4 separate regions of the Mus musculus genome follow, and regions 1, 3 and 4 are each linked to region 2. Evidence: chromatin contacts called from public Hi-C and promoter capture Hi-C data. All regions are on one chromosome and are shown on one strand. Each heading gives the region's core, a stretch centred on a gene start, on an enhancer-like site or on the middle of the called end of the contact. The rest is flanking DNA. Distances are from core to core; before and after follow the strand shown. Region 1 has its middle 27 kb from the start of Gm41608. Region 2 holds the start of Ankrd12 (ankyrin repeat domain 12). Region 3 overlaps Rab31 (RAB31, member RAS oncogene family). Region 4 overlaps Rab31 (RAB31, member RAS oncogene family).

Region 1 (4,542 bases), core at 1,268-3,767, 400 kb before region 2:
CACAGAGAAACCCTGTCTCAAAAAACCAAAAAAAAAAAAAAAAAAAAAAAAAAAATCTTTAAAGAAAAGAAAAGAACAACAGTAAACTTCTGTATTTTATAATGTGTGTTGTGATTGACTTGAGCCAATCTCAGAGACATAGCCATATTCATATCAAGGCTCGACAGGACCATATTTATACGTCCATTCATCTGTTTACTTATTTCTTTGGTTTGGTGTTTCAAGACGTGGCTTCTCTGGGTAGACCTGGGTGTCCTAGAACTCATTTTGTAGCCGGGCGGTGGTGGCGCACGCCTTTAATCCCAGCACTTGGGAGGCAGAGGCAGGCAGATTTCTGAGTTCGAGGCCAGCCTGGTCTACAAAGTGAGTTCCAGGACAGCCAGGGCTATACAGAGAAACCCTGTCTCGAAAACAAACAAACAAACAAAAAACAGAAGTGTAGACTGTTAGCATTCAGTCTAAGCTCCGCCCCACAGTTACCTAGCAATCGCTAAGTATGCCTGACTCACTATAAAAGGGGCCACTTGGCCCCTCCTCACTCTGTTGCTTTCTTGCCTTCTTTCTCCCCATTCCCTGCCCCCCCTCCATCCCCATGTCTCCATGTACTCATTGCTTATGGCCGGCCTCTACTTCTCCCCCCACCTTTCCCTCTCCTCTCCTCTTCCTTTTGCTGCCTCTACTACCCTCTTAACTCCCTTCCCCATGTCCTTAATAAACTCTATTCTATACTATCCCGTCATGTGCTGGTCCCTCAGGGGGAAGGGATGCCTCAGCATGGGCCGCCAAGGCACCTCCTTTCCCCATACCTGACTACACCTCCATAAAACATACTGCCCCCCCCCCCTTTATCTTTTTATAAACACATTCTGTTCACATTCATGAGATTCCCCTGCCTCTCAGCCTGGCGGTTGGTGTGTGATGTAATTACTCCTAAGACACTTGGGGATGGGCCTGATGGCAGGTGTGTCCTGAAGGTGTAAATGAGTGTCTGAATGGATGGTGACTGGTGATCAATTGTGTCTGCCAAGGAGGGAAGCAAGCAAGAAAGGAAATTCCGTGTGCAGTAATGTGACTTTGTGGGTACAAGGATCAATTTAAATCGGCAGTGTACGCTTACTGTTTGGGAAATCTGCCTTGGCGTACTTCAATAACAATTCACACAGACAAGCGTCACTACCGTACTGTAGTGAGCATTTAGCGTTAATTGCCTTACAGAAGCATGTTGCTCCCATACAAAATGACAAATGTCACAGCTACGCTTTAACCTATTAGTATAAATTAAATCATAAACAGCGACAGTCGCGGGTGGATCAGTGGCACTGAGCAATCTATGAGGGAACGGGAGGCTGGGGGCTGGTCACACTGGCTGCAGGCCATCTGCGCTGATGAGGGGAGGTCAGCCTGTACCAGTGCACAGGGTCGCCTCAATGCTAAGGACTCGATAAAAATTCTCTCCTCCTCCAGTCCTCCTGAATTTTACCAAGGAAAGCAGCCCTGCTGATGTGGGGGAGACTAGCAGAGACTGGAAGCCACACCCTTTCCCAAGACCAATTTGCACTTGCAGCTGGGCTCCTGACCTCCGGAGACTGCCAGCTAATCGGATCACGTTGAACCAGGGCGGGGAGGCCCTGGGACCCATCAGATAGGCAATACTGGGCTCTCCAAGCCACAGTAACTTCTGCCCAGGAGGAGCCTGTTTAAGCCGAGAAGAACCCGCCCAGACACACACACAACCCCCTCCCAAAAAAGAGGCTAACTTTGTTTTGAAAGTCATCCTAAAATGCCCTCCTTAGGATTATGACTTTGCGTAGGCCCTTTTGGTTTGTGACTGACAACCTCCGATTTGACCACTTTATTTTTATCGCCGTACCACAGATTCTTCAGGTTAGCGTTGAATTTGAGTTAGGCTACGACGAAAACAAAGAGTTGGCCTCCCAGTTCAGCTTTGCTAATTGAAATGTGAAAACAAGAGTAAGAAGGCAGGACAATAGGGGTCCGGGCTAAACCTTTATTCTACAGCTCCCGCAACAGCCGCGCCTTTCTTTGTCCCTCTAGACACCCGTAGGCTCAGTGACTTCAGAGGGAAGGCTCCAGCTGTATGCAAAGCGCAGGGTCGGAGGTGGAGGCTGTGGCAAAGGGTGCTGTGTGCCGTACTGGATTTCCATATCAATAGCTGCCTATTCTGTCTTCCTTTCTGTTTCTTCCCCCACTTCTTGGTTAAGGATGACCTTGAACGGCCTATCTTCCCCCACCCTCCTAACCCCCCACCCCCGCTTCCAAGTGCTGAATTTACAGGCTTCTGTCACAACTCCCCGTTTTGGATGAATTTATTCTCAAAGGAGCTTGCGAAACAAGCGGATTTTGGTCACCTGATGTCTGAACCAGGGACTCCAAGATAGAGGGAAAGTGACTTATCTAGGATCCATGGCTTCTAACCAGCAGAATGGAAACTCCCTTCAGAGACTCTCATACAGTCTTGGCCCACAACCTACATGCAGCCTGGTGGGTTCGTACAGCTCCTCGGAGCATGCGTGCGCTGAGGCTGCCTAAGCGGGCGAGCACAGCTCCTCGGAGCATGCGTGGGCTGAGGCACGCTAGTCTTGCTTTCCTCCTTTCTCCACTGTCTGTCATGCTCTCCCTCTGTCACCTGTCCTCTAGGAGTGTGGTTTGGAGAGCTGATCCACGCTTCCCTGCCCTCTTGTCTTTGTGAGGGAAGGAGGTCGGTGGTACCAGGAGCGCTGAGGCCTGAGGTCTCTATACACTGTTTTAGAGGGGACAGGGGGGTACAAGCGATACGGAGGAGGAGAGAATGAGTCCAGAGGACAGCTTGGAACAGAGCCGGCTGGGCGTCAGTTCCGCCAAGCCTCAGAAAGGAGACGAATGCAATGGTTTTCCTTTTTTGATGGTCCAATATTGAGGCAGGTTAAGGGATATCAGGGAAAGCTTTTTCCAGAGCCTGCTGGTCTCCAAAGGGCTTTCATTGATAATCACTAGAGGCTGGAAAGGGCACGGCGGTTAAGGGAAGCGATTGCCCTACAGAGAGCCTGACTCAGTCCCCAGCACCCATGTCAGGCAGCTCACAACCACCGATATAACTCCATCTCCAAAGGATCTGACCCTTCTGGCCTCTGATTGGCACCTGTACTCACATACACAGACATACTCAAACAGACAGGCATACACGCATACCACCATACCCGTCTCTTCTTTTAATTGACAAACAATAATTGTGCATGGGCATGTATGTATCACACGATTTTTTTTTTTAAACACAGTCATGTTTTAAAAGATTTATGTATTTTTACTAACGTGTATGTGCATGCATCTGTGTGAATTTTATGTGTACCATTTCATGAAGGTGCCTGTGCAGACCGGAGGGTGGCAGATGTCCTGACACTGGAGTCATAAGTGATTGGGAGTCACCTCATGTGATGGGCTAGGGTCCTCCCTTAGGTCTTCTGCAAGAGCTAGACTCACTCTTAGCTACTTTGAGGGCCTGCCAGCGACACCCGCTCTCTGGGTAGAATGCAATGAAACAGTCTATTTCTAGTCTGCAGATAGATGATGACATGTGGCCTCTGTAATCCACCGTAGGAAAAAGATTACCGTGCACACACTGGTTCTGTGTGAGCCAAAGTATCCTGCTCTAAGTTTTCATCAGCTAAATTGATCTTCATCTTTGGGTGGTTTACGTTTGTAAATGTGGCAAGTGCTAGTAGTGATAGACTTCTCAGCTTGAATAATGTGGAGAAAAGAGTGAGGTTTTTGCACTTATAAATGAGAAATGGGAGTGGTACAAGTCTCTCAAGCAACGTAAGATAAGATGTGAAACATTCAAGTTGGTAGTTGACCCCATTTTATTTGATTGAGAAAATACTTCATTATAAAATATTTTAACCCTTCATTTTCCTCCTGTAAGTAGCTATTTTCTCTTTATAAAATGGGAAAGGAAATTTGAAAAAAAATTCCAAATTCAGGAGGTAAGCCATTTCACCTTGAAATGGCCACCAAGCATCCCATGGTGTGAACAGGACTCTGGAGCATTGCTTCTGCAAGAAAGGCAACTCTGTGTTTTTGTTTTTGTTTTTGTTTTCTTAGAGACAGGGTTTCTCTGTATAGCCCTGGCTATCCTGGAACTCACTGTGTAGACCAGGCTGGCCTCAAACTCAGAAATCCGCCTGCCTCTGCCTCCCGAGTGCTGGGATTAAAGGTGTGCGCCACCACGCCCGGCTAACTCTGGGTTTTTTTTCAGGGTAGAGTTTCTCTGTGTAGCACTGCCTGTCTTGGGACTTGATTCAGGACATGTATGAGACCAGGCTGGTCTCAAACTCAGACAGACAGACAGACAGACAGACAGACAGACAGACACACACACACACACACACACACACACACACACACCTCCTGTTGGCATTAAAGGCATGTGCTACCACCACACAGCTTTTTTTATTCTTTCTTCTGGTCATGGTGTTTTGTCACAGCAGTAGGAAATTAACCCAAAACAGCTACAAGCTGGAAATGGGGAACAGTGCCACGCCAGAA
Region 2 (4,394 bases), core at 1,041-3,540:
GGTCTACCTGTGAAGACCTATCATTATAACAGAATCAAGTTAAGAATTATTTTAGTGTTGCCCATTCATAGAGCCATGTCATTTTTATCAGTGAAGTAAAAGTTTTGCAAAACTTAAAATACATTTTTCCTTTGTATCTTTAGACACAGCCAAATTGTTAAATTTTTTATAAGCTTTATGTCAATGTTCCCTTTAAGCGTTTTAACATTTAAGAGCATATAGTTGTTACTGAAGTTTCTGACTGGTAAGACCTCCCTATCAGTACTACCGGTAAGAGAATTTTCTCAAAGTATTCCATTTATGTTTGCTATCTCATTCTGTAGCCCTGCTTGTATGTTTACCAGGCTGGCCTTCAACTTTGGGTAGTTTTGCTTCTGCCTCTCAAGTTCTGGGATTGTGGTAAAAGCATTATTTATAAAAAGAAAAGTTAAAATAATTTGATATTTCTTTAGCTATATTTATTTATTTTGATACAGGATCTCACTTTGTAGATCAGACTGGACTAGAACTCAGAGATTTAGTAAAGATATTCAAACCCACCATACTTGAACTTTAGCTATGTTTTTGTTTTTGTCGTTTGAGGCATGGTTTGGCCATCTTTGGCTATATTTTTAACACTGGAAGCACCTAAGAACTAACTGGTGGAGTTGGTAGGCTGGACAATGTGTTTGTATGAATAAAACATTACCTTCAACTCAAGAAAGGAGGTAATAGTGCCGTGCTTCTGAAAATGCAGAATAGAAATAGTTTTCATTCCTGGAATAATCAGATTGCTTCAGGATTTATCAAAGTCAGTGACCCTACAGGGACCTCATTATAGAGGTAGGCACTCAGGAGGCAGAGGCAGGTGATCTCTTGAGAGTTTGAAGTCAGCCGGTTCTATGTATGGAAGTCCACACCAGACAGAACTAATTAATGAGACTGTCTTTTTTTTTTTTTAAGCTAGATTTGATTTATATTATGTGGATTAGTGTTTTGCCTGTGCTCGTGGTGTGCACCAAATCCAGAAGAGAGCAGTGGACACCCAGGAACTGAAGTTACATAAGGTTTTGAGTGGTCTTGTGGGTGTTGGGAACAACTGAATCTAGGTCTTCAAACAGTGCTTTTAACCCCAGAGCCATCTCTCCAGCTCTGCCTATATAAAAAGACTAACTGGTTGTGAGTGCTTATGATTTAGGGTCTAAGGTAGGTCTTTAAAGTTAAGTTTTCACCAGAAATATAGCTCTCACTATACACCACTGTTGGGTACTTGGTTGGCATGAGCAAGGGCAGAGCTTCAGTCCCCAGTTCACACATACACAGATTTCTCTAGAAGACTGTTCATACTGAAAGTTTTTTATAGCTGAGAACAATGGAAGACAATCTATCCTGATTTTTTTTTTTAATGAAGGTTTATGTCCCTGTCAAGCCCAAAACTCACATCAGAATTTACAGCTTATTATTGATAGGACTGTCTTAAAATCATTAAGATACTAACGGATACTGAAGGAGGCCACAGTTAACGAAGAGGGAGAAGATGGTTTCCTGTGGAGTATGTAACTTCTTAGGGTGGTTAAAGCACAACGGTTGCAGGCTAACCGCTGTAGATTAAAGTATTCAGAAGGAAGTCTGAGGACAAGCTGCTGCGATGGTAAAATTTCCTCACACGCCCTATGAGACTTAGTACCACAGGAACAAATTTGGTGAAATTTCTGCTCAGAAAGGTCACAGGATCGCATGGCTAGAACTGAGCTTACCGATGCGTTCTTTGCAAGCAGTGCTTAGAGCCGTGCTTTGGGAACAGAGTGCGTCTGGCTGGGACATCCCTCGGCCCGCGCCGCACGAAGCGGCTCAGTCACGCAACCCGGACCTGCCCCACAGTGCTGCGGTGCCCTCCCGCCCGCACGACCACCGCTAACAAAACCCTCCCGGTTTCCGGCTGGTTTTGCCGTCCCAACTCAAACCCTGCAAAAATATGTGCGTTTCCTCCGCCGGGCGCCAGCACCCATGCCGCCTTTTGCACATCTCCGGTGGTGGTGACTGCGCGTGAGGAGCTCCCCGGCCGACGGCTCGAGGGCTGCTCCGACTCCCACGCGGCTCCAGGACTTCCGGCCCCCTCCACCCGCTCCGCTTCGCTCCCCAAGAACGCCACCCGCCGCCGCGCGCTCCGCTCCTCCGGGGAGCCCAGGGACGGGCGCGTCGGGGGCGGGGCACGGCGGTCACGCCGCCCGTCCCGTGCCTGCAGGAGTCACGTGTCCGCCCGGGTCACGTGCTCGCGCCGCAGCCAATCGCGGAGAACGCTGTCCAGGAGCAAGGAGGCTGTGGTGAGAGACCGACCAAGACCGGAGATGTTTTTAAGCCTGGCCCCGGCGGCATCAGGGGCTGTTGCAGCGGCGACGGAGACACCGGCAGCGGCGGCCACCCGGAGGTCCTCGTTCAGGGGGTGAACCCTTCTGCGCCCGCTGAGCCTCGGGTCTGTGCGGGCCAGGGGGGCGTGGCGACCAGAGGGGAGGAAGGAGGGCGCGGTTTCGAGTCTGTCCCGGGTACCAGGGAGGAGACCCTCAGCCCGGTGCCCCGTCTCCTCCCCGGAGCCAGGTAGGGGGGTTGCGCCTCTGCCAGCCGCGCCCAGCCGTGTGCTACGCGCCACTCGGCCCAGCCCAGCCCGCGGCGCGGCCGGCCGGACCGTGACAGGCCGTTGGTGGCCGCCCCGCCCGGCATCCTGACGGGTCGCGGCGCAGGTGGGGCCGCCGCTGGGCGACGCTCGGGCGGCGGCTAGCGCGAGCGCCTTGGCCGCCGCTTACCGGAACATGGCGCGGCCGGGAGGGCGCCGCCAGCGCACCGGGACGGACGGCATCGCGGGGGCGCGCCGTGCCGCCGCGCGCTCCCGGTGCCAGCGGCGCTGCGTGCGCGGTTGTCGGAGACTCGGTGCGGGCCGGGGCGTAGGAGGCGCGATGGTCCCGGGAGAGGTGCGTGAAAGCGAAAGAGCTGCGGCTCGCCGGAGCCAGTTCTGTCCTAAATGCCAGTGCGACCTGCCCTTGCCGCGTTGAGCGATCAGGTCTAGTTTGTGCCAGTTCCGATTGGAATGATGTTCAGAGACCCTTAGAGCGTATTGGAATCTTAGATCTGGTTTTTGGAGAGTAAGATGGAGATGACGCATCCTTCAGGATCCACGGCGTTGAATAAAAACGCTGTACAAAGAGGTCACCGAAGCCCAGCTGACAGCTGTTTTAATAATTACAGCGAGAATAGTTGAGGATGGAAATGAACAGTATTGCACTAGTTGAGTACGTCGGAAACATTTGAAGCAGTGTGGTTGTAGGGACTGTAATTTCCGCTGGACACCCCTTGAACTGGGGCGAAGTATGTTGCAAATCCGGCGATCAGTGACGCTCAGGGATTATCGTTAATTCTGTGGTTGAGACGAACCTGCATTCTCAGCCATGTGTTTCTTCTTATTTTAAAATGGCCTGAGTCAATTATAAAGAAAGATGAACTATCCCAGTAAGTCATCTGTTCATTAAAAACATATGCCCAAGTAGGCCTTTAAAAATCTTGCTTACTGATCTTTTTTTCATTTTCTTAAAGCGTTACACAAAGGCTTTCCTGGAGATTAACTCAGAACTGCCAAAATGTGCTCTCTTGATGCCAAATGGTTTAAAAGCAAAAATTAGAATCACCAATGTGACAATGAAGACATTGTTGTAGTTCCCTTTAAAACGTTTCAGTTTGACATTTAATATTTTAATATATTTTGTTTACATGGTGAATGTGGAGGGCAGATGACAACTTCCTAGGAGTTGGGGTTCTCACCTTTCCCTGTGTGGGCTCCAGGCAGGCTCTTAGGCTTGGTGGTTCGAACCTTTATGCGCTGAGCCATCTTGACCTCCTTCAGTTAACCTCCTGAGAGCGCTTTCATTTGGATTAAAAGCAAAAAACGTATAAAAGTATGTAATGCTTCTCCCTGGGTTTATAGATGCAGAGAGAAAGGCTTTATTTACTACTTAAGAATCTGTTATAGTCGATAGAAGTACTAATCGAATTTCTAACACTCTCCAAGACAGCTTGGCCCAGGACAAACCTAGTTGTTCAACGTATGTGTTCTGTTTTAGAGACTGGCAAAGTTCTCTGGAAATGAAACCAGGGGTTTAAGTGTATTTGTGGAAGGAATATTAGAATTGAAAGTTGGAAGCTGTTCTCAATTTGTTACAGTTTGTGTGTTTTACAATTGTTAACATCATCTATGGACTAAGGGCCTCTGAGACAGTTGGTGATGTCTGGGTGTGCACCCTATGAAGTGAATTGGAAGAAGAGTTAACAGAGCAACACTGAAAGAACTCGGGTGCTGAAGATGTTCTGCAGTTTCGGTATTGGCTCTTTAATATCCAGGAAAAAAAAAAACAAAACACTGGTTGGAC
Region 3 (3,881 bases), core at 1,226-3,725, 350 kb after region 2:
CTAAGGAAGTCATACCAGCTTCCGCTTTTGTAAAATCAGAGGATTAGACAAGATGGCCTGTGGTAGTTTCAAAATACAGAGTGGAAGGACTGTTCATAGACAAGTTTCCATTAGCAGCCAGGGCCCCCGCTCTCTGTCTTTTTGTTTTCTGAGACAGGGTTCTCTGTGTAGCCCTGGCTATCCTGGAACCCGCTCTGTAGAGCTGGCTGGACTAACTCAGAGTTCCTCCTGCCTCTGTCGTGAGTGCGGGGATTCTCAGTCTTTTGAAATGGATTAAAAAACAAAACAAAATAAAAAAACCAAACCAAACCAAAAACCAGTTGGTTTCTACTTCTGCTGCCATGCGTGGGACTCACTGCGTGGGAGTCATCATCCTGACTCACTGATCTTGTCTCCATGAATTCCGGTCTTGATCCAGTTAGCGTGGATCCATCCCAGTCAGGTCCTGGCCTGCAGGGGTGGGGGGTGGGGGTGGGGAAGGAAGGCCCACTAGGCTCTCCAGCCAGCAGGTGAGCAGCTCTTCCCCTTGTGGTCATCGGCAGAACTACAGCTTCTCAAAGCTGAGTTCTGGAAGCCCATAGGCCTGACCTGTCACCAGTCAGATTTCTTAGCCGCATTCTTGATCAAATATCCTATTTTCTGGCCAATTTAAAATTAATATATTTTGTTATATATTTTCTATGAAATGTATAAGAGGTACATACTGGGTCAAGCTGCGAATGTAAGACAAGTGTAGATTTGACAGGCATCCAGCTACATTTGAGCCAGCTTTGCTACTTTAGCTCGCCAGAAATGCTGTCTTTTTCCTGGGTCATCTGTAGAAAGGCAGAGAGTGGAGTCAATAATTGTAACTTTCACTGGGAAGAGTATTTCAGGGGTTGGCCTTCAGGCAGGGTGGGCTGATTTAGGGGGAATGAGGTAGAGCAGAGGTCCCCCCCTCCCTCAGTGTGTCCTCCCCAGGTGAGAGTAACAGTGGACAGGAAGTAGCATTGTTCATCACTGGTGTGTGGCAGGGGTGGAGACACCACCCTGAGAGCCCAGCCAGAGAGTTCAAGGAAGGCGTCTCAGGCCAGAAGAACTGTGGACATTTCTTTTCTTTTTCTCTTTCTGTTTATTTTTTCTTTTTCTTTTCCTTGTTTCTTTCTTTTTCTTTCTTTCTTTTTTTTCTTTTTTTCTTTTTCTTTCTTTTTTTTTTTTTTTTTTTACTTTTTGTTTGATGGTTTTGTTTCTGTGTCCTCGTTTTGAAGCAGGGTTTCTCATTGTAACAGCCCTGGCTGTCCAGGAATTGCATTGTATACCAAACCTTTGTTGTGCCAGCGAACACAGGAGCCAAGCTGAGGCAACTCACAGCAGGGTCTTTATTCTGTTTGAGCTAGCTCGCCCCCCCACCCCCACCCCAAGGTCACGCAAGACAGTTTTGGTGGTGGGGAAGCCTGAAACGTCTATTAGGGCAAGGCAAGCATCTAATTGGAGAGCTACCGTGGCCTTTAACATAATTGGCTGGTGCTGTGAGTCATATCATAAACTTAACTTGTGGGGTCGGGCATGGTGGCGCATGTCTTTAATCCCAGCACTTGGGAGGCAGAGGCAGGTGAATTTCTGAGTTCAAGGCCAGCCTGGTCTACAGAGTGAGTTCCAGGACAGCCAGGGCTACAGAGAGAAACCTTGTCTCCAAAACACCAAAAAACCAAAACCAAAAAAAAAACCAAACCAAAAAAACCCTTAACTTTTGCTCCCCTCTGCATTGGTGGTCTTTAGGCAAGGTGTGGGCTTGTGACCTGGGGTGCAGGTCTGTTGGGGGAATAACCTGGAGACACTGGTCTTGTTGAGGGTATAGCCTGGAAACGCTGGTTTTGTTGGGGATTAGCCTAGAGACTAGAGCTAGGCTAATTTTTTTGTTGTTGTTGTGGAGTAGCAACTTGTTCAAATTTAGGTCAGGTTCTCTAAATGAAGTCTGAACTTGAGAGATTTGGCATCTCACCTTGAACTCACAGAGATCTGCTTGTATCTGTGCCCCCTGCCCCTTCCCCGTGCCTCCCCTCCCCCGTGCTGGAATTAAAGGCCAGCAAACTACGAGCATTTTCTAATTGGCTCATAGTTTTAGGGTACGGAGTTGGACGAGCCCAGGTGTTACCTAAAAACATGTGAGGGAGGAGGGGAGGAAGGGGAGGAGAAGAGAGGGGAGGAGGAGGGGAGGAGGAGGAGGAGGAGGAGGAGGAGGAGGGGAGGAGGAGGAGGAGGAGGAGGAGGAGGAGAAGAAGGAGAGAAAATTAATTAATTAAAAAAAAATTAAAGACTCCATTCACTGCCACCACTGCCTTTGGCCTGCACTTTTCTGGCCCGGGTCCTCACCACCCCCACCAGTGACAGCTCATTTGTCCCTCCTCAGCTGCTTTAAGCCCTTCCTTCAACCATGCCACCCTCAGGGGAATGGAAACTACACAGCTGCTCTGCCCCGCTCTGCCCTGCTCTGCCCTGCCCAGGAAGGCACCGGAAACGCCCTGTGCTGCAAGGGTTCCTCCAGGAAGCAACTGTGTCCTAGAAGTTGCTGGGCGGGCCGAGTGGCAGCCTCACCCTGGCTGGACCCACGCCCCGTTCTTCTACTTTACATCATGGTCCGTGGTTTAAGAGTCCTTTCTCAGGCATCTTCCATCTGTTTCTTCATTCTTCGCTCGCTCTAGCCATAAGCATCTCCGAAACCCTGCTTTCTCTGTACTGACCGTAGGCTGGACCCCACCGGTATCGGTTATCAGCTACCTCCCTGGTTTGCAAACTCCATTAGAGGGAGGTGGTAGGCTACCTTTCCTGGCCTGCAGGGTTCCCAGACACAGTAGGGAGGGTCTGAACACTCAGAGGTGCCCACCCACGTCCAACCCCAGCACGCAGGGCTCTGAAGCAGATGCTCCACCTGGCTCTCCTCCCTCACATGTTTTTAGGTCACACCCAGGATCATCCCTATTCTTTACCCCAAAAGTGCTGCTTGGAGAGAGCTGCCCTTAGTTCTCTTGGCTGGAGAACTATGTACTTCCTTGTACTTCTTTATTCTTTGGACTCTCTGCCGGGCTCTCAGGGTGTTGTGGTGGCTCCGCCCCTGCCATGCACCAGCCATGACAGATGTTACATCCTCTCAATTGACATGCTCACCTGGGGCGCATGCATGGGGGCGTGGCGGAGAGCTCCACCCTAAGTCCATTCCACAGATCAGCTGAGCAGAGCCGGCCTGAAGGCCAGCCCTTGAAATACCCTTCATGGTGAAAGCGCTAAGCTGTTTTACGATTATTAACTCCAGTCCTTGCCTTCTGCAGATGGCTCAAGTGAAACGCCAGCTTTTTTGGTGAGCTAGAGAAGCAAGATGATCATCTGTCAGAGGGCAACTTGGGGGAGTTCTCTTCTATCAAGAGTGTCCTGGGGATTGAACTCAGTTCATCCATCATTCTTCATGTACCCGTTTTCTAAGCCAGTTTCTCAGCCACTTGATTAGAATCTTTCAAAAAAAAATTGTATGGATATTTTGTCCAAATGTATTTTCCGTGCATCATGTTTACGCAATTGCCTGTAGAGACCAGAAGAGGATATTAAGTCCCAGATGTCCAGTGGAACTGGGATCACAGATGTTTGTGGGCTGTTGCGTTGTGGTGCTTGGAACTGAACCTGGGTCTTCTGCAAGAGCAGCAAGCATTCTTAACTACTGAGCCATCTTGTCAGCCTAAAACTTTGTTTTTGTTTTTTTGTTTTTGTTTTTAATCACACCTTTAGGGGTTGGGAATGTAACTCAGTTGGTAGTAGAGTGGGTGAAGTGCATGAAGCTCTCTCTCTGGGTTTGATCCCTAGTGATATGTAAGCCAGGCTTGGTGGTACATCACTGCAGTCCTGGCACTTGA
Region 4 (4,526 bases), core at 1,305-3,804, 370 kb after region 2:
GAATCGTAGGGCAAAGTCCAGCTCAGGCATCCCCACAGCTTCGGCTCACTACATATCTTGATATGCCCTAAAAAACAAACAAACAAACAAACAAACAAAAAAAAACCCAAAACCCAAAAACCAAAACAAAACAAAAAAAAACCCAAAAAACCAGGCAGTAAAAAGTAGAGAAATGGCGGGAGAGGTGACGCCCAGCTATAGTCCAAGTGCTCAGGAGACTGATGCAGGATTGCCACAAGTTAGAGTCTAGCCTGGGCTACATAGTGTGAGACCTTGTCTCAGTAAACTGAACAAGGAAGTGAAGGGGAGCTGGAACGGGGAGGGAGGAAAGGCAGGAAGTGAAGGTTGGATGAATATGGCCATGTTATGAGGACCGGCTAAAGGAAAGCAGCAAGGGCTTGCAGCTGGAAGAACTGCAGTAAGAGGCGTGGGGAACGAAGCAGCCCCCTGCCGAGGTGGCCTCTTTGGCTCAGCTCCAGTCCTGCAGGACGCTTAGGAGTATTTACCACCGTCTTTGAAGAGCTCTCTCTACCTGGTCTCTCCAAGGTGACCTGAACTACAGAGCACAACAGCAAGCCCTGAGCAGTCGTCCTGTTTGGGCCTGATCTGGCCTGCTGTGCTTGACTCTTGTCGGAACCAAGGCTACTGCAAGGTCAGAACAGTGTTGTCTTGGCGCTGTTAGCCTTGAAGATGGATGTGGTGTCCCGGTCAGGTCATCAAGACTATCTAGTCCTTAGTGATGAGGATGCCTGATGTCTCCTGTGAACAAATCCTCCTGAAAAGATGCTGTGTCTGCCGAGACTGATGGCCTGATGAGGGTTCCAGCTGTTCTATGGGGAGGTTGGAATGTAGCAAGTCCAGACACTGCTTGCCTTATTTTCGACTAGTTCAAACCTCAGAATAGCTATTCCCTGACCAACTCTGTGTCAGAGCAAACACCCTGTGACTAATAACCTCTTGGAACCTAGCCACTTAACAGACAACTAGCTTCTGCCAGCCCCAAAGCTCATATAATGTCTTGGGTCTATAGATAGAAGCTTCTCTTATCTCTTGCCTGACTCTCTGATGTACCCGCCAACATATTTTAAACTTGTCTTGATTTATGACTTTGTTCTGTAAAATTATTAAAAAAAAAAAAAAAACTAAACAAAACTGCTTCCAAATTGCAAGTGGGATTTGGAGTGATCGAAATCTGTGGTCCTCAGCCTGTGGTCACTCAACCTGGCTGCAGAAGAAACTCTCATTCCCTTTAAGATGAGAGCCCTGGTTTTTGTTTTGCTTCAACACTACCGAGTCAAGTGTGAGTTTGACCCAAAGTAAAGGAGGCAGATACAAAACAAAGGCAGAGTGTCAGGCCTTTCACCCAGTCCTTGTGGGCTCAAGTGTGGAATCAGCCTTTTTAGCAAAAACGGGTTTGAGGCAACTATTATCACGAGGTATCATTTTGGACTTTTAGGAAATTCCTAGGCTAAATTGAGGCTCATGACCTTACGAAGCATGCACCCCTTCAACAGAACACATGTTTATCCGTGTATGATATCCCAGCTCATGGAAGATTCTAGTTCTTTGTACCTTCTTCTCCTTCTCCTCCTCCTTCTCTTCTTCATCTTCCTTCTCCTTCTCTTCTTCCTCCTCGTTATTTATTATGATTATCATCATCATCATTATTATTATATCTGAGAACTGAACCTGGGGCCCCCTGAGGCTGCTAAGAACAAGCACTCTACCACTGAGCGATACCACCTACACTGTCTTATAAAAACACTCGTCTTGGCACTATAGACGGCTCAGCAGATTAGAGCACTGGCTGCTCTTCCAGAGGATCTGGGTTTGGCTCCCAGCACCTCTTTGGCAGCTCACCATTGTTTATAACTCCAGTTCCAGGGAATCGACACCGTCTTCCGAGGTCTTTGGTGCACTCTTTGGTACAGGTAGACATGCTATCCTGCAACCCACTATGTAGACAAGGCTAGCCTCACACTCTCAGAGATCTGCCTGCCTCTGCCTCCTGAATGCTAGGATTAGAGCCCCCACATCTGAAGAAGCACTTTTGGATTTAATGACATATTTATTAAAAAGGAAACTATTAAGAAAGACGTTTCTTGTTATTGCATAGGTTATGTATCATTTAAAAAAAAAACCAGTTTCTATTAACTCAGAAATATTAAAACCACCAGTCCTTGGGATGACGGTGCCCTTCTTTGGTGCTAACCATTGTGAACAGTTCCCTCCATTGTCTCCAGGCACTCTCTCTGTTCCCCCTCCATTCTGTCAGGTGTCAGGATGTTGGGGCAGGCATATTAACTAGGCTCTCTTTTCAGGGAAGAGAGAAGGTCTGTGTGAAACTGGGACAGAGCGATCCTTCATTACTGTTTTTCCATTCAGCTTCTGCCAGCTGAGCACGCTGGGAATGGCAAGAATTTTCTTCCATCACTCGCCTTTGTTACAGTTCTCCGGGGCTTTGGGGCCTTTTGGCTTCTGCCCTTGACTCTCCCTGGCCTTGACTGTGGCTGCTCTGCATTCCTGGGCAGGGCTGGAGCTTCTAATTGGGAGCTGGCACCTGAGGCCTATCTGCAAACTGGCCACAGACTAGCTTTGTCCCCGGCTGCCTCTGACTCTCCAGGGATAGATCATTCTCTGAAAACTCACTCTGCAGGATCCGTCTTCCAAGATCCGTCTCCAAGATCCGGAACCTGAAGCCAGAATGTCTGGCAGGGCTAACTCTTCATCTGGGGAGCAGAGCCCAGCTGGAGACATATTTGTTTGGAAACTTCATGTCTTTTCCTCTACGGCTCATTCCTGACCTGCAGTTTTGCTACTGTGAAATTTATGAAGTCATCGCATGTGATTAAAGAAGCTTGTTTGGAGAATTTCCTGGCATAATACTTTCACTGTATTCGAGAAAGGGGGAAAGAGGGAGGGAGGAAGGAAGCAGGGGGATGGAAAAGAGGGAGGATGAAGGGAGGAGAGAGAGGGGTGTGTGTGTGCGTGTATGCGTGTGTGTGTGTGTGTGTGTGAGAAAGAGAGAGAGAGAGAGAGAGAGAGAGAGAGAACAGTCAATAGGCACTCAAAAATGCCCATATGGAATGTGGAATCCTGGCAACTTCTTTCTCTTGTTCTGTGACCTTAACTACACGCTAAATCTGAGCAATTGATCCTAGGCTAGAACCCCTAACTCTCAGATAAAATAGCTCCTTTCTCTCAGTTTATTACCTCAGATACTTTGTTAGCGTGACAAGAAGCTGACCGCTGCAACATTCACCCGCCAAAGCTGAGTAGCCCAGCATGCTGAAGGGCATTCCTTTCTTACGATGTAGACAACCTTAAAACGCCAAGTAGTTAAGGCTGGGGAGACAGCTGGGAAGTTGTTAAAAGTGGACGTTGCTCTTCCAGAGGACCGGAATTTGGTTCCCAGCACCCATGTTGGGCAGCTCACCACCACCTCTGTAGGTCCAGATCCAAGGGGATTTGGACATAGACACACACACACACATACACACACACACTAAAAATAAAAATGAAATCTTAAAAAACAAAACAAAACTAGGGGCTGGAGAGATGGTTCAGTTAAGAGCACCTACTGTTCTTCCAAAGGTCCCCACTTTAATTCCCAGCACCCACATGGTGGCTCACAACTATCCGTAATGCCCTCTTCTGACGTGTCTGAAGACAGCTACAGTGTACTCATATAAATAAAATAAAGAACACAAACAAACAAACAAAAAAACCCAAAACTAGTCACATGTCCAAAGAACATAGATAACCATCTCTTTGAAGATTGGCTTTCCAGAATTTTCTGTGCTGCTCTTAAATGGTACCTGGGCACTATCTCAATACTGAAATTTAAAGTATATATATTTTTGAGTAGTCTGTGAAGGATTGGAATTGGTATCTGAAGTGTTGATTTCTAAATAGCCTTTCAAAGGAGGTTTTAATAAGAAAGCTTTTACAGCCGGGCGGTGGAGGTGCACGCCTTTATGGCGGATTTCTGAGTTAGAGGCCAGCCTGGTCTACAAAGTGAGTTCCAGGACAGCCAGGGCTATGCAGAGAAACCCTGAAAAACCAAAAAGAAAGAGAGAGAGAGAGAGAGAGAGAGAGAGAGAGAGAGAGAGAGAAAGCTTTTACTAACGACCTGTAATTGTGACCTTTATTCTGGAAGAATCTTCTGTGATCTTCCTGTCGATATTAATTTTGACCTCTTGGAAGGTAAATTGTATCATGTACACCAGTCTGTGGCTGAGTGTGTGCACTTCTGTTCTCGCTGTGTGGAATAAACGGATATATATTGTAAGCTAGAAATGATTTATCTCTTTGTCCTTCACAAATGTTACCCTTTGGTCAATGCATTATTGAGTTTCAGAACTGAGACATTAACTTTTAATTTATTAAAACCCCTACGTCTCCAGCAATAAAGTCCTTTAAGTGGCTTCACCAACAGATTTATTTCAGAGTGATTCCTTTGTGGGGAATGGAAGCAAGCATAATGCATTGCAGGCTGAGGGTTTTCAATAATTCATGAGACCCAC

Evidence for each region. Promoter capture Hi-C pulls out the DNA fragments that hold promoters and counts their contacts. Hi-C and Micro-C count contacts between places; a contact is called where the count stands out from the background.
Region 1: a contact with region 2 is called in a promoter capture Hi-C map of neural stem cells. The contact joins the enhancer-like site here to the promoter of Ankrd12 in region 2. A contact is called at or near these places in 4 of 39 promoter capture datasets (the C10 cell line, embryonic stem cells and neural stem cells), 2 of 484 Hi-C or Micro-C datasets (both in embryonic stem cells), 3 of 115 datasets of contacts at active chromatin or transcription factors (all in embryonic stem cells) and 2 of 9 other capture datasets (embryonic stem cells and embryonic tail).
Region 3: a Hi-C map of hematopoietic stem and progenitor cells shows a contact between it and region 2, with 2.1 times the contacts expected there. The contact joins the enhancer-like site here to the promoter of Ankrd12 in region 2. A contact is called at or near these places in 8 of 39 promoter capture datasets (the C10 cell line, the HPC-7 cell line, cranial neural crest and 4 more) and 3 of 484 Hi-C or Micro-C datasets (the N1E-115 cell line, double positive thymocytes and hematopoietic stem and progenitor cells).
Region 4: a contact with region 2 is called in a promoter capture Hi-C map of pre-B cells. The contact joins the enhancer-like site here to the promoter of Ankrd12 in region 2. A contact is called at or near these places in 6 of 39 promoter capture datasets (the C10 cell line, the HPC-7 cell line, cranial neural crest and 2 more), 1 of 484 Hi-C or Micro-C datasets (hematopoietic stem and progenitor cells) and 1 of 115 datasets of contacts at active chromatin or transcription factors (bone marrow-derived macrophages).

Annotation. Positions count from the first base shown.
Region 1 is chr17:66,477,481-66,482,022 of GRCm38.p6, reverse strand. No RefSeq gene overlaps it. Among named protein-coding and RNA genes, the nearest start is that of Gm41608, 27 kb to the left of the region's middle. RefSeq lists an enhancer at 1-3,627. Within about 2 kb of position 2,517, at least 124 of the 459 cell types and tissues checked have an H3K27ac peak or open chromatin away from gene starts, as enhancers often do. A contact at or near this core is called in embryonic stem cells, embryonic tail and neural stem cells, where this site is marked.
Region 2 is chr17:66,074,942-66,079,335 of GRCm38.p6, reverse strand. It overlaps Ankrd12 (ankyrin repeat domain 12), which reads left to right and starts at 2,290. Exons shown (of 13, transcript NM_001025572.1): 1 at 2,290-2,452. It overlaps Ndufv2 (NADH:ubiquinone oxidoreductase core subunit V2), which reads left to right. Exons shown (of 8, transcript NM_028388.3): 8 at 1-541.
Region 3 is chr17:65,723,060-65,726,940 of GRCm38.p6, reverse strand. The region is part of intron 1 of Rab31 (RAB31, member RAS oncogene family); the gene reads left to right. Among named protein-coding and RNA genes, the nearest start is that of Rab31, 48 kb to the left of the region's middle. Within about 2 kb of position 2,475, at least 152 of the 459 cell types and tissues checked have an H3K27ac peak or open chromatin away from gene starts, as enhancers often do. A contact at or near this core is called in the HPC-7 cell line, the N1E-115 cell line, double positive thymocytes and 4 more, where this site is marked.
Region 4 is chr17:65,700,274-65,704,799 of GRCm38.p6, reverse strand. All of the region lies in intron 3 of Rab31 (RAB31, member RAS oncogene family), which reads left to right. Among named protein-coding and RNA genes, the nearest start is that of Gm35477, 60 kb to the right of the region's middle. Within about 2 kb of position 2,554, at least 155 of the 459 cell types and tissues checked have an H3K27ac peak or open chromatin away from gene starts, as enhancers often do.